Linked DNA regions of Sus scrofa: regions 2 and 3 are each linked to region 1. The links are chromatin contacts, called in public Hi-C and promoter capture Hi-C maps. All regions are on one chromosome and are shown on one strand. Each heading gives the region's core, a stretch centred on a gene start, on an enhancer-like site or on the middle of the called end of the contact. The rest is flanking DNA. Distances are from core to core; before and after follow the strand shown. Region 1 holds the start of KARS (lysine--tRNA ligase). Region 2 holds the start of MON1B (vacuolar fusion protein MON1 homolog B). Region 3 holds the start of PDPR (pyruvate dehydrogenase phosphatase regulatory subunit, mitochondrial).

Region 1 (4,758 bases), core at 1,524-4,023:
GTTTTCCTTCTATTAACAATGTAGGGGTGTACTTGTTTTCATATACATATCATTAACTCTGAATGTTACTCATTTTGTTAATTTTCCAGTCTAATAGATGTGACATTGCCTTGCTCTGATTTACTTTTCTATAAAACACCACCACACACATTTACGTTTCCATGGGTCAGAAGTCCAGACAGTCTGTGTACTGGTCCTCTGCTCAGGGTCTAACTTCCTTTAATTTAAACAACATCTCTGCATTTGTTTAGTAGCCGTTTATTTATTTCCTCTTCTAACTTTCTGTTTCATTTCCTTTGCCCACTTTTCTACCAGTTTTTCTTTTACTTACTATCTTCTCCAAGCTCTTTGGACATTAAGGAAACAAACTCTGTTTCAATGTACTGGTACTATTTTTCCAGTTTGCTCTCTGACTTTATCATGAGAAGCTATAAATTTAAAATAATCAAATACATAAAAATTTTTTCTTAGTCTTCCTGGTTTCAGGACCACCTACACGCTACTATTAAAAAGGAGTTCCCTTCATGGCTCAGTGGTTAATGAACTAGACTAGGATCCATGAAGATGCAGGTTCGATCCCTGGCCTCACTCGGCGGGTTAAGGACCCAGTTTTACCATAAGCTATGCTGTAGGTCACAGAGGCAGCTCGGTCCCATGTTGCCGTGGCTGTGGTGTAGGCCAACAGCTGCAGCTCCAGTTTGACGCTCAGCCTGGGAACCTCCATATGCCACAGATGCTACCCTAAAAAGACAAAAAAAAAAAAAAAAAAAAAAAAGAAAGAAAGAATTCAGCTTACTTAGTCCCAAGTTCTGACTGGTCTACTAGACATCTCCATACTACTAATTTAAAAATCAGGGCCCTACATGATCTCCTTTACACATAGCCTGTCCGCTCTCCTAGAATTCTCTCTCTTGCTTTATTCCATCCCAGCCACACTGGTCTCTTGTTGCTACAAGTACACACCTCAGGGCCTTTGCAGTTACCATTCTCTAAGCCTGGAACACCCCGTCTTCAGGTAATCACCTGGCTACCTCTTTCATTTCCTTTGGTCTGTGCTTAAGTATCAGTTTAAAATAGGTAACTTCCTTTCCCACGCTGCAGAAAACGACCTCCTCTTCAGCCCTTACTCAGATTTATTTTTCTCTATAGCACTCACTAAACTAGCATTTTAAGCAGGGAGTTTTAGTGTTTCTATCCCAGCAAGATAAGTGTCTCAAGCTCAAATATCTGTTGAATGAATTTCAAATGTCACTTTTACCGAAACCAAAACAAGAGGAACAGTTTTTACCTCCCCAGACCTCACCTGTGATGCAACAGCCACATAAGAATAGGGAAGTGGGGAAGAAGTATGCCTCTTTGAACAAAAGGGTCAGGTTCAACTGTCAATATCCCTTATATCAGAAGTGAAGCATCTGACCAGCTTTGCTGTATCCTAACCACACCTGAGTCCCAACATTCAACTCAACTGCCTTAGAAACTCACCTCACCTGAGCGAAACTAAAAAACCATTTCCAATTGCTGAGAACCTTCTATGTGAATATGCATCTGTTTCAGCCAAGACATTACAATAAACTGGTCTGGCAGGGCTTATGCTGAATTTCCTTAAACACTGGAGAATTGTTTTTAAAAAGGAGTCTGTGAAATCTCTCTGAAAAGATACCCAAGAAGGTGGTTCCCCAGTGCCTCGCAGGGTGGGGGGTGGGGGCGGGGGAGAGTATCTAATGGGCAGGAAAAGGGGGAGAATTTTCCATATACTCTTTTTGTACCTTTGTAATAGCGAACCCCGTCAATATCCCACCTATTGGAAAAGTGAATTCAAGATCAGAAAATGGTGTTAGTTTTACCCGGATGTCACAGGGGGGCGGGGCGGGGGATGCTACCAAAGACACAACATGGTCGCCCCTCGGGACAGGAACGACGCCCCCGCCCCCACGCCGCGCAGGTGCCAGCGACAGGCCTCACCCCCGCTATCAGCAGCCTCGGGGTCTTGCTCAGCTTTCCGCTTGAGTTTCTGCGAGGAAGGGCTCACGGGGGCCTCCCCCAGCAGGTACTTATGCTCCTGGCCCCGTAGGCGCTTGAGGTAGCGGTCCTTCAGGGACTGCCACGAATGCTGGGTGAGCGAGCTCTTCTCCATCGCTTTCCACAAGGCATTGCCGGTGACCGAGCTGGGCGAGCGGGCATGTTCCTTCACGTAGGTCAAGATGGCCACGTCGTCCGCGTCCGTGAAGCCGATCCGCCCCGCGTGCGGCTGCGGCTCGGACTCCGCGGCGGCGGCGCCGCCTCCGGCCTGCCCCCCGGGCTTCGTCTCTGGGGCCTGGTCGTCCGCCGGAGCCGGGCCCAGCCGGTAGGCCTCCAGCTCGAGCTTCTCGTTGCGCTCCACGCAGTCCAGGATGTACTGCGTGGAGATGAAGTCGCCCGAGGCCTCGGCCGCCGCCTCCCCGGGCTGGGCCAGCAGCACGGCCCCCGGCTCCTGCACCCGGCACAGGGTGCCGCCGCCGTGCAGGATGAGCGTCGAGAGCCGGCGCTTCGCCGGACTGGGACGCACGTAGAAGGACATGGAGCTGCCATCCTCCCTCAGGAAAAGAGTCGACGAATGGGTAGGCCCATTGGGGTCTTTGCCCAAATCCATTGCCTCCGCCATTGCGAACGCGCAGCGGAAGAGCTGCCCCCTAACGAGCGTCTGGCGCACGGAGCCCCACTGCCTGAGGTAACGTACCAGACGCCGCGGCTGCTGGCCCCAAATGCGCCTGCGCGACAGCTGCGCGTTAACAGTGGGCGCCCCTTTCCCCGGAAGAGGCGGGACTTCCGAGCGTGACCTGAAAATCGCCCTACGAGTCTCATCCTCTTTAGGTCCGGCCCTCGGGAAAGATGGCTGCGGTACAGGCGGCTGAAGTTAAAGTGGACGGCGCGGAGCCGAAACTGAGCAAAAAGTAAGTGTCGATGCGGGTCGTTAAAACCTTTGCGATCGGAGAGTCTGGACTAAGAAGTACCTCGAGGCTTCGGCCGTAGCGGCTGTGCTTGGGGCCTTCCTGCCGGCTCTCGTGGGTACCCACATGCAGGAACGTAGCCCCTGCGCCCTGAACTACATCCCCCAGGATGCCCGAGGGCCCGCGCTGACCGCGTCCTTCCTCCCCGTCGTACTCCTGGAGTGAGAGTATGCGGAGAATTGAGAGGCGACAGAGAAAAGGGAAAATTACTTCTCCCCTTTGCTCCCCCTTGAGAAATGCGTTATTATTGAGCCACGCCCCAATAAGGAAATTGGAGGAATGTTAAATACCCTAGTTTTTCAGAAAGACCTTCAAATTGTCCTTGGCCTAGCCAAAGCCACTGTGAACCTTTAGTATTAAAAAGATCAGTTTTTCAACTGTGTTGTGCACCTATCCGTATGAGTTACTCAAAGGATCTGTGATTATTGAATAAATCACCAGTGTCCAGCAGTAGGGTCTGTCAGCCGGATATACCAAGCTGCACTCAGCATTGCTGGATGTATCTTTGGTGATCACCCCAAGTCCCTGGAGTATGAAAGTACTTATAAATAAAGATTAGCTGCCTTTTTCACTGGCTGTGTCTTTTGTTCTCTGAATACTGCACTCCTTCTCAACCAAAGTTCTTCATAAAACATGAGCAATGATTGAGTGACTATTTCCTCAGTACTCCCAAGTCTAGTACATAAATACAGTGCTCTTCCAGTTGCAAGGAGAAAAGTTAGTTTAGTGCATGTAATGACTGCTTTAGCATTCAGGCAGTTAGAGTTGACGTTTCCTTTTGTGTCTCTGGGTTTACGCTTCACATATTCTAGGGAAATGAGAAAGGAAATATGTAAGCTTTTGGTTTGATGGCACCCTAATAACGTTGTTTGAAGAGTGACCAATAGATCTTTGTAAAAGTTTGGAACCTGGTCTTGAACTTCTGCCTTGAGGAAGATTGAACTTTGATCCCGTTACGTCAGTAATTGAATATTAGAGTTATAAATCATAGATGCCTCCTAAGTAAAAACTCCAGTTGAGTGTGTAATTTTAGGGTAAACTGAGGAAACTGGCCAGTTCCTTTCTGCTGACTTCTTAGATTAATTACAGCAGTCATTTTTTAAAGCATCTTTTTTTGTGTGTTGGGCTCTGTGCTAGAATGTTAGACTTTCCTCTAATCTCAGTGATAACCTTGCAAGGAAGGTGTTAATATCCATTTTTCAGTTTAATAAACTGAAGCTCTGGTGATTATATACGTTGCTGAAATTTGCATGCCTAAAGTTTTGTCCGCCGTGGATTCAAAGCTCTGGAGCAAATAATCTAAAATCAGGTCTGCAAATTCTACAGCCCGTGCTCATTATCCTGACTGTATCATACCTCCTCATGTGTCTAAAAGAATCTGCTATTGATGTATATTTCTCTAATGGGCCGAAATAGTTTATGACTAACATTTCCTTCTGTTTCTTAATTGTTCTTGGAATTTCCTTGATCTGAATCTTTAGTGAACACCCCTGTATGTCAGTTATTTTTTTTCCAAGTTTAAAAACAGATGGCTGCCTGCCAGGTGACTCATTCCTAAATGAAGGGCCAAATTTATTTTAATGAAATCAAGAACATAGTTCCTGTCATTCTGTTGCCTTCCAGTGTTAATGTATAAACATAATGTAATCTACGACTCATCTGAAATTCTCCTTTCCTCCTTGTTCCTAGAGCTCCAAACAAGTCTTCTCCTTGACATAATTGCTTTTGTGTGGTTTGTTTTTAGCTTCGTCCAGAGTTTGCAGTTGATGGT
Region 2 (4,758 bases), core at 957-3,456, 1.3 Mb before region 1:
ATGAAATCCACAATTTTGCTGCCCTCTACTGACTACCCTCCCATTTTAGTTGATGTCCACATATTCCCAATGATAACCATCATTATCCATTGGCAACTATGTATCAACAGTTTTCCCACAAAATTCCAAAGACCTCATAGTCTCTCATTGACAGTTCCGATTACCTTCTCCAATATTTGCCGATACCTCCCAAGTTCTCAAAGATGCCCCCCCAATGATTAATTTTCAGTGATGTCCACTGATCTTTCCCAATGACCCCACGAACATCCACTAATTCTAAGATGGTCAGGGAGCACTCACGCCCCAATGACCCCAGATGATCCTCTAGTCTGTATCTTTACACATACAACAGGGTCTTCCAGGATCTTCCTCTTGGTCCTCTCACTCTTCAAATAATTTCTTTTTTTGTCTTTTTTTTTTTTTGCCTTTTCTAGGGCCGCTCCCGCGGCATATGGAGGTTCCCAGGCAAGGGGTCGAATCGGAGCTGTAGCCACTAACCTACGCCAGAGCCACAGCAACGCGGGATCCGAGCTGCATCTGCAACCTACACCACAGCTCACGGCAACGCCGGATCGTTAACTCACTGAGCAAGGGCAGGGACCAACCCGCAACCTCATGGTTTCTAGTCGGATTCGTTAACCACTGCGCCACGACGGGAACTCCTTCAAATAATTTCACTGATGTCCACTGATCACTGTTAACATCAACTAAGGTCTGGTTCTTTAAAGACTCCCTTCAACAACTACTACCAACTCCTCAATGACATAAATACTCTGAGTACTCATTGGCTCCCCCACTGATCCTCCTTCCCACCTCAGTGGCTTTATTTATTTCTTCAGTTTTTCAGGGCCACACCCATTACATATCGAAGTTCCCAGGACAGGGGTTGAATTGGAGCTGCAGCTGCCAGCCTACGCCACAGAAACACCGGATCTGAGCCTCATCTGCGACCTACACCACAGCTCACAGAAACACCAGATCCCTAACCCACTGAGCGGGCCTGGGATGGATTGAACCTGTGTCCTCATGGATACTAGTCAGGTTCTTTAACGCTGAGCCACGACGGGAACTCCCCACCTCAACGACTTTAAAAACACCCTAACCTCCCAAAACATTGATTTCTAAATAGTTCCCCTTTGAGTCTATTAACTTTATTTTGGTCACTCACTGACTTAAACATCCTATATCCCCAGTGGCCCGCTCTGGCCCCAAATGATTCCTTTCTGATTTTTCAATGATCTAAATTTACACCGGCTCCCCAGTGAACATCCATTGATACCCAATGATTTCCTCTTTACTCAATGATTTAAACCACAACGTGAGTCCGCAATGACTTCCCGCTGACCTAAGGTATGGTTTAAACTACTCCCCTGGGTCCCAAAAGACTCCTCCTTTCTGATCCCCTGTAGGTCTCCCCCAACGAAAACACCCCCTAGGGATTCCTTCCATGACCCTAATGAAGGGAATGCATACCTGTTTCCTCCACGCTTCCATCTCCAGGATCGGGCGGGTCCTCTTGAACCCCTCCACCATCTCTAGCTTCCTCACTGGGGAACCGCGTGTCCTCCAAGTCCTCCGCGTCCCCGGGGGCTGGGGCAGCAATGTCTCCTCCGGCCTCCATCTGAACATCCCTGTTGGGGAGGGGAATGGAGGGTAACCTGCATCAAAAGAAACTTCTAAAAAGCTTTTACTGAGCCCGGCCCCCTTGCACACACTCCTGGGGTTCGTTTTCCCCTGGCTTTTAACAGGATGAGAATTTCAAACACATGACCACATTCTTGCAACCTCCAACACTTTCCGAATAGGGAGGCTCTACCGAGCCTTAGGAAATAAAGATACAGAAACACCTGTTTTAACTCCGTATCTCAATTGGCCAGGTATCATTACTTCCCGTAGCTGCGGGAGAATCACACTTCCGGGTGTGGCTGCAGTCTTGCCACACTTCCGGGTCCGCCTGCGCTCGGAAGGCACTTCCGGTCGCGAAGGTTTATTTGCTCCCTGGGGCTCCCGACCCCTCTCTCTCTCTCGTCTCCCACTCGTGTTCCCTCACCGTTGAGATGGCGCGCGCCACTCCTGGATCTACGTTGTCTCTGGCCGGGACCCCAGAGCCCGGTCTGCACTCGTTCTCACCCCACTGGCACGGGCAGCCAACTGGGGCGAGCCGGGCCCTCTTCTCGTACTGAAGGCTTCAGGCGAGAAGGGGGCGCGGTTCATGCTCAGCCAATCCGGAGTACCCAGGGTGGCACTGCCTCCTTTATGGCCCAATCAAGAAAAGCCGGACCCCTCCCCCTGTTCCGCTCTCAGGTTGTCCGTCTCGTATCTCCACCAATACTGTGCCTCAGATTGCTATTGCACCCGCCTATCCTTTGACTGACATTCCTCAGGACCCAATCGAAGGCTCGAACCTATTCCTCTCCTCACTGGAGGAGGTTTTCAGCCTAAGTCACGGTAGGTACCCGCACCGGATCTATAGATGTGCCAGTATCTAGTCAACTTCACCCTCCCTTATCCACCAGGAAAGGCAGGGCGATGAGGGTGGAGTGGATTCTGAACAGAGAGAAAGTGCTCGGCGGGTAGTCGCCTTTTCCAATCGGAGTGCCGTGCGCAGGCCGGCTAGCCTATGGGACTCAGCTGCTAGGGCGAGAGGCGGGCCTCTCAGAAGTAGGAAGTATTCGTGGGTGTCTGGGTGTTCGACTTGGCGTCCTCCGGGAAAAGGGAAGCGCGAGCCGTGGACATGCTCATGGCGCGGAGCGGTGAGTTTGCGAAGGCCATGTGTAGGCTGACCAGGGCAAAAGGCCTAGCTGACCTCATTTCCGAAGCTAGGACTCTGTGGGCGGAGCTATGTGATCCAGAGCACCCGCCTCTGTGGGGTGCTTGAGGGGCGTGGCTTTGGGACGCTGCTGATTACTCGTTGGTTGAGGAAAATGCCCCTCCCTCCCCAGCTCACCATCATTGGCTGCGCATGGGTAGAGCGCGAAGCCCGCCGGTTCCCGCCCCCCCTGGAGATACTAGCTTGGAAAGAGAAATGCAGGGGCAGGATGGATCTTCTTCTTTTTTTTCTTTTTACGGCGTATGGAGCTTCCCAGGCTAGGGGTTGAATCGGAGCTACAGCTGCCGGCCCTACACCACAGCCACAGCAACGTGGAATCCCAGAGCGTCTGCGACCTACACCACAGCTCACTGCATCCCGGATCCTTAACCCACTAAGCGAGGCCAGGGGTGGAACCGCAACCTCAGGGTTCCTAGTGGGATTCGTTTCCGCTGCGCCCAAATGGGAACTGGAATGGATCTTCTTAACCTGAATGCCATGAGGTGGTCCTCGCTGACAATTTTAGTGTGGGGGGGAGCGCAGGTGTGGACGCACATGCCCTGGATTCTCCTTTGCTCGGAATGCCTCTACCTGCGACTCCCTGTCTCTGGGTCTCTTTCTCCCCCTGTGTTTGGATGCCTCTTTGCTGTCTCCACCTCTGTCTCTCCCTCTCTGAATCTGTGTGCTCTCCGTCCTTATCTCGTCAGCTCTTTTCGTCTGTGTCTTTTTCTCTAGGCATTTGTCTCTCTCAATCGTTCTTTAGCTTTCTCTCCTTAGGTATCTCCCTTTTTCTCCCTCTCCCATCTGTGTCGCTCCCACTTTGCTCTCTCTTGGTCTGTAGCTTCTCACCCTTTCCCTCTGTCAGCCAGAGGGGCCCAGCAGGGCAAACCCCCGAGGATTGGTGTAGTTGGACCCCCCCCCCTCCAGCTACATCCACTGCAGGATTCCCATTTAAATTTAGGAATTTTGGTTTGTTTATTTGTTGTCTTTTTTAGGGCCGAATTCCGGGCATATGGAGGTTCCCAGGCTGGCGTTAGAATCGGAGCTGTAGCTGCTCGCCTAAGCCACAGCCACAGCAACGTGAGATCCAAGCTGCTTCTGCTACCTACACCACAGCTCATGGCAAGGGGCAGGATCCTTAATCCACTGAGCAAAGCCAGGGATAGAACCTTCGTTCTCATGGATGCCAGTCAGATTCGTTTCTGCTGAGCCATGGCGGGAACACTTGAATCTGTTTTTTGTTTGTTTTGGCCACACCCACCTTGGGGGCCAAGGATCAAACCCATGCCAGAGTAGTGACAACACTGGGTCCTTAACCTGCTGAGCCACCGGGGAACTCCTGTAGACGTTTTGATGATTTGCCCATTCTGACTGGTGTGAGGTGTTACCTCCCTGCAATGTTGATCTGCCTTTCTCTAATTATTAGTGATGTTGTGCATCTTTTCATGTCCCTTTTGACCGTCTATTGTGTTGTTATGCTTTGTGCTCTGAGCCCCTGAGACAGTCTAGTGAGGGTGCTGGGATGGTGAGGTTTTAGACAAAAATCATTTTATGAGACAATAAACATGTATATTTCTCCTCTCCCTGCACTAGGTAATTACCCACTATAGGTGAAAACAAGGCAGTTGACTCTTGAACAACTCAGGATTAGTGGCTCCACGGCTTCCCCTGCCATTGAAAATCACATAACTTTTGTCTCCACAAAAACTTAATGCCTGGAGTTCCCGTCATGGCGCAGCGGAAATGAATCCAACTAGGAACCATATGGTTGAAGGTTCCATCCCTGGGCTCGCTTGGTGGGTTAAGGATCTGGCGTTGCCATGAGCTGAGGTAGAGGTCCCAGATGCAGCTTGGATCCCACATTGCTGTGGCTGTGGTGTAGGCCAGCGGCTACAGCTCCGATTCAACTCCTAGCCTGGGAACCTCCATATGCCATGGATGCAGCCCTA
Region 3 (4,758 bases), core at 1,007-3,506, 1.1 Mb after region 1:
TCTGCCCCACATCTTCTCATGAGAAGAAAATCTTAATTGAAATCTGGCTCAATGGAAATACAGTGCACAGTGGTAATACCGCGTTCCCGGAGGACAGAAGTGCTCGGGCACCCCATGTGCCTCTCGTCACCAGGGCTCATGAGAAAGATCCCATTTACTAAAGGGCCTCGAATGCCTCGGGACCACATGCTGACACTACAGAGGGACAGAAAAGGCTGCGCTGAGCTGGACATTTACAAAGGCAAGGAATGAGTTGTAGCTCTTTACAGTAACTACAACGACAGTGTCGTATATGCCAAGAGTTGACCAAAGATTAAGGGTTAGCTCTGCTGCTAGAAAACCCTTCCCTGAAACGAGCTGCAGAGATGTCTCTTGCACATCCCCTTGTTCTGGGGAAGGAGAAGCTCTGTGGAGTGGATGGGTACCCTCAGACAGAAATGAAGGTACTTTTTCTCCATCCTTCCTGGCTCCACCCACCATGTGACACTCTGGAGCATGAGGCACTAGAACCTAACTTGGAGGGAAGAGGTGCTCCAAGCTCCGGTTCTTGGTGTGCAAAGCAAATCTTGGCATAGATCTTTTGAAACAGCTGCTAGTGGTACCTTCCTCACTTCCTGTAATTCCTGCCCTTGAGAGAGTGAAAAGGAGAAGGCAGAAGGTTTACAAAGATAAAATAGATGCATCTAAATATCAGGTGAGGGAGTTTCCGTTGTGGCTCAGTGGGGTACGAACCCAAACAATATCCCTGAGGTTGTGGGTTCGATTCCTGGCCTCGCTCAGTGGGCTAAGGATCCAGAGTTGACAGGAGCTGTGGTGGAGGTCACAGATGCGGCTTGGGTTGGCATTCCAGTGGCTGTGGCCACAGCTCCAATTTAACCCCTAGCCTGGGAACTTCTCTATGCCTGGATGCGGCCCTAAAAAGACAAAAAAAAAAAAAAAAAAAACACACACACACAAACAACAAGAACAACAACAACAAAAAACTGTGACAGCGTTCCCTCGTGGCACAATGGGTTAAGGATGTGGCATTGTCACTTCAGTGGTTCAGGTTGCTACTGTAGTGCTGATTTGATCCTTAGCCTGGGAACTTCTGCATGCAGCCGGCGACCTAAATAAATAAATAAATAAATACTTGTGACATTTTCCTCCTGAAATTGCCACATCTAGGTATCAAGTACATCTTAGCAAGAATATGCCTCAGATCTGTTAGTCTATAATGTCTTCATTTGGGAGCAGCTGGTGACCATAAGCTTTAAGCCCATAACTGAACCATTTAAGTACATTTCTTGCACCGAAGCCAGGAACGCCTTGAACATTCATACATCAGGGTAGCAAAATGCAGTGTCTGTTGCCGGGAAACCAGACCTCAAATGGGCTGTCTTGTGTGAGTTCACTGGCAAGTAAAAATGCATAAAGTGCAAGTTTCAGGCTGGCATGGTGACACAGGGGTCCCTGGAACTTCACTGCCACACTTTAGTGGCAGAAGCCCTTTCTTGTGCACGGCTGAATCCCATCACCTGGCACAGTGCCAATCCTTTAACACAACTGGTTTGAGTGGTGAGATGGGCTTGGGTGTGGCCCCAAGTGGAGAGAAGCCTGTACCATTAGATCGCTTTCCATTCTAAGAAATATTTACTGGATAACGTGCCACACGCTAAGCGCTGAGAACACAGCAGAATAGGAGATTTAGGGTCTACTGTCAGAGGGCAGAGTGTGCAGCTAGTTGGGAAAGGTAGTCAACTAATTTACTTTAGCACAAGTTCTATAAAGGAAAGAAAACAGCGTGATGTGCTAATAAGCAAGGTGCCCAGATCGCAGGTCTTCTTAAACTGCCTCTGAGATCGGGCGGGGACAGCAGAAAAGATTCCTGATCCGCTGTACTAGTGATTCGCCCAGGAAGACCGCAGCAACGGCCAAAAACAGAGCAGCTTTCGGTCCAAGAATCTTTTTTAGGCCCTGGACTGAGTGTCCTTAGGCGGCAGACACGTGGGACCGGACCTGAGGACTCGCCTCGCGCGCGCGGTAAGAGAACCCCTGCCCTCCGCAGGCTCCACCAAAGCTCCGGCCATCTTGGCCGTCCCAGCTGCATCGGTAGAAATCGGTAAGGTCCGAAGCTGCAGTTCTAAAGCGACTTTGAAACACCCCGCCTCCAGTGCGACTGCATCTTCGTCGAGACGGTGGTTCCCCTCCGCCCACCTTCAAGCGGAGACACTCGGGACCCAAACAACCCCCCACGTGTCAGGGGCGGAGCAGTCGATGACGTCACGACGCGCGTGCGCGAGTGGGATCACGCGCTGCCGTACCCTTCCTACGGATCGTAAAGCGCGGAAGGTCGCGGACTCAAGCTTCCCCGGAACTTTTTCGGCCCACCGCCCCGCCCCCTTCCCATTCCCTGTCCCCACCCCCCTTCCGGCCCCCAGGACCCCAGCCAACTGTTGTGGTCGCTTCCCTGCTTCAGCCGGGGTGTGGCTGCTTGCGGAGCTTGTGGAGGCCGGTGAGGTAAGGAGAAGCTCCGGGGGCCGCTCTGGCCTCCGGGTCTGCTCGGACTTTGCCGCCACGGGGCCCTCAGCCCCCCACCCCCGTTCCTGCTGGGGGCTCCCGGCCGCGCTTCGTTTCCCGTGGGTTCTGCCTGGTCCTCCCGCAGGCTCGTCCTGGCGCCGGGACTCCGCCCGCCCGGGCCGACACTGCGTTGCCCGATCTTCCTTAATCTCACCCGCGGCAGTGGCGCCTAGCGGACCGGTGCCCGGCTCCCCGGTTCTTCCAGGCGCCCTCAGCCTAGCCCGGATGCCCAGGACGGCGGGAATGACCTCGTTCCTGGCGCCCCGCCTCGGGCTTGCACACCGCCCCCCCGCCAGCCTCCGCAGCGGGGGTCAGGCTTGTTCAGCTGGGCCAGGTCTGCAGGTGAAATTGTTTTCCCGCGTGGAAACGTGGTCCGCTTGCGCTTAATTAACTAGTAAAACTGCTGCGGAGTCGGCAGTGAAGTTACCTGGAAAGTCCAGGCCGGGGCAGTGAGCTCGCTACTAACGTTTGACCTCTTGGTTCTGATGTGTTTGACCCTGAGGTTTGATTCAAGCATTTTCAAGCTTTTTTCGCCCTCGCTTGTGTAGGGGGATGCGGGACATGGAGTTAGCCTGTGTGAAAGGGACACTTTTCCAGGGCCAGGGATTTGTATTTGTACAGGGATTTGTATTCATTTCTTAAACTAGTCTGATTATCTGGTACACTTGTTGAAAAAAACAGCAACCTGAACCAGCAGGATCAGAATGTTAAGAGATGGACTCTGGGAGGAAGAGTGTGTCTGTGACTTGAGTTTTAAAGCAGGTGTCCCAGGGGGCTCTTGCCGAGGCAGGTGTGGGAAATGATGTGTTCATCTCTGTCTTCTTACCCAGTCTTCCTTGGGACTAGCAGCCCATTTCTCCAGGGTGCTGTGGCCATGCAGAGGAACAGCTCAGAGGGAGTCGGGGCTGTCCTCTTGTTCTAGGTGTAAGCAGATCTGAGCATAACCAGCCCCAGCAGTGAGGTTGTTTAGCAGAAATTCTTCTTAGCAGGAGTTCCCGTCGTGACGCAGTGGTTGACGAATCCGACTAAGAACCATGAGGTTGCGGGTTCGGTCCCTGCCCTTGCTCAGTGGGTTAATGATCCGGCGTTGCCGTGAGCTGTGGTGTAGGTTGCAGACACGGCTCGGATCCCGCTTTGCTGTGGCCCTGGTGTAGGCCAGTGGCTGCAGCTCCGATTCGACCCCTAGCCTGGGAACCTCCATATGCCTCGGGAGCGGCCCAAGAAATAGCTAAAAAGACAAAAAAAAAAAAAAAAAAAGAAAGAAAGAAAGAAAGAAATTCTTCTTAGCAGAAGTTGAGATCGTAATTTATTTTCAACCAGGTGTGTTATTTTACTTTTTCTTTGACATCTTCTGTTTCTTTTCTACTTGCCGTTACCTCCTTGCTCTTAAGCCTTGCTGTTGCTGCCAAAGCTACTGGTATAAACTCTGTGCCTTCCTTTTTCCTTCATTCTTCAAATCCACTGGAAGTCTTTTTCTTTACCACTTCACTCTTTTGAAGGTCATGATGAGCCCAAGGTCAAAAAGCCTTTTTTGGTGCTCAAAGCTCTGGCATTTTAGCATTGTTTCTTCCATCTTGCAACTTTTTATCTGTTATGATGAATGCCACCTTTGTAATTCCCTTTTTCTGTTAGGGGAAGGTAGCACAGAGTAATGCTTCAGTGGCAGACTCTAGTGCTAGACTGGCAGGCTTTGAATTCAGGCTCTGCCAGTCACCAGTGTTAGAGGATCTTGGATGAGTCATTTCACTTCTCTGTGCCTCCGTTTCCACAAGTGTGGAATAGAAATTGTGACACCTCCCTTACAGATTTGTGTAGATTAAACTGGCAGTTGGCGTTCCCATTGTGGCGCAGCAGAGAACCAATGCGCATGGTATTCATGAGGATGAATACTGGCCTCACTCAGTGGGTTAAGGATCCAGCGTTGCTGTGAGCTGTGGTGTCATTTGCAGACGAGGCTCAGATCTGGCATTGCTGTGGCTGTGGCTGTAGCTGTAGCTCCGATTCGACCCCTAGCCTGGGAACTTACATATGCATGGCTGTGGCCCTAAAAAGGAAAAACAAAAAAACACTACCTTAAAAAAATCCTTTCACGTTATTTATCTATCTCTCAAATCCGGGGTCCCAGCCTTGAGATCTGAGTCCCATTGAATTTTTTTTTCCATATCCTTTGTTTTCTGTTCTCATTCATTCATCAAGTTG

The links. Promoter capture Hi-C pulls out the DNA fragments that hold promoters and counts their contacts. Hi-C and Micro-C count contacts between places; a contact is called where the count stands out from the background.
Region 2: a promoter capture Hi-C map of liver shows a contact between it and region 1, with 5 times the contacts expected there. The contact joins the promoter of MON1B here to the promoter of KARS in region 1. A contact is called at or near these places in 3 of 5 promoter capture datasets (fetal liver, fetal skeletal muscle and liver), 3 of 47 Hi-C or Micro-C datasets (embryonic fibroblasts, heart right ventricle and liver) and 1 of 2 datasets of contacts at active chromatin or transcription factors (alveolar macrophages).
Region 3: a Hi-C map of liver shows a contact between it and region 1, with 8 times the contacts expected there. The contact joins the promoter of PDPR here to the promoter of KARS in region 1. A contact is called at or near these places in 2 of 47 Hi-C or Micro-C datasets (heart right ventricle and liver) and 1 of 2 datasets of contacts at active chromatin or transcription factors (alveolar macrophages).

Annotation. Positions count from the first base shown.
Region 1 is chr6:12,054,702-12,059,459 of Sscrofa11.1, forward strand. It overlaps KARS (lysine--tRNA ligase), which reads left to right and starts at 2,774. Exons shown (of 14, transcript XM_003126856.3): 1 at 2,774-2,930. The coding sequence starts at 2,869. It overlaps TERF2IP (telomeric repeat-binding factor 2-interacting protein 1), which reads right to left and starts at 2,750. Exons shown (of 3, transcript XM_003126857.3): 1 at 1,963-2,750. The coding sequence starts at 2,641.
Region 2 is chr6:10,723,268-10,728,025 of Sscrofa11.1, forward strand. MON1B (vacuolar fusion protein MON1 homolog B) reads right to left here and starts at 2,207. Exons shown (of 6, transcript XM_005655760.3): 1 at 2,051-2,207; 2 at 1,474-1,631. The coding sequence starts at 1,621.
Region 3 is chr6:13,185,121-13,189,878 of Sscrofa11.1, forward strand. It overlaps PDPR (pyruvate dehydrogenase phosphatase regulatory subunit, mitochondrial), which reads left to right and starts at 2,257. Exons shown (of 20, transcript XR_002344509.1): 1 at 2,257-2,499.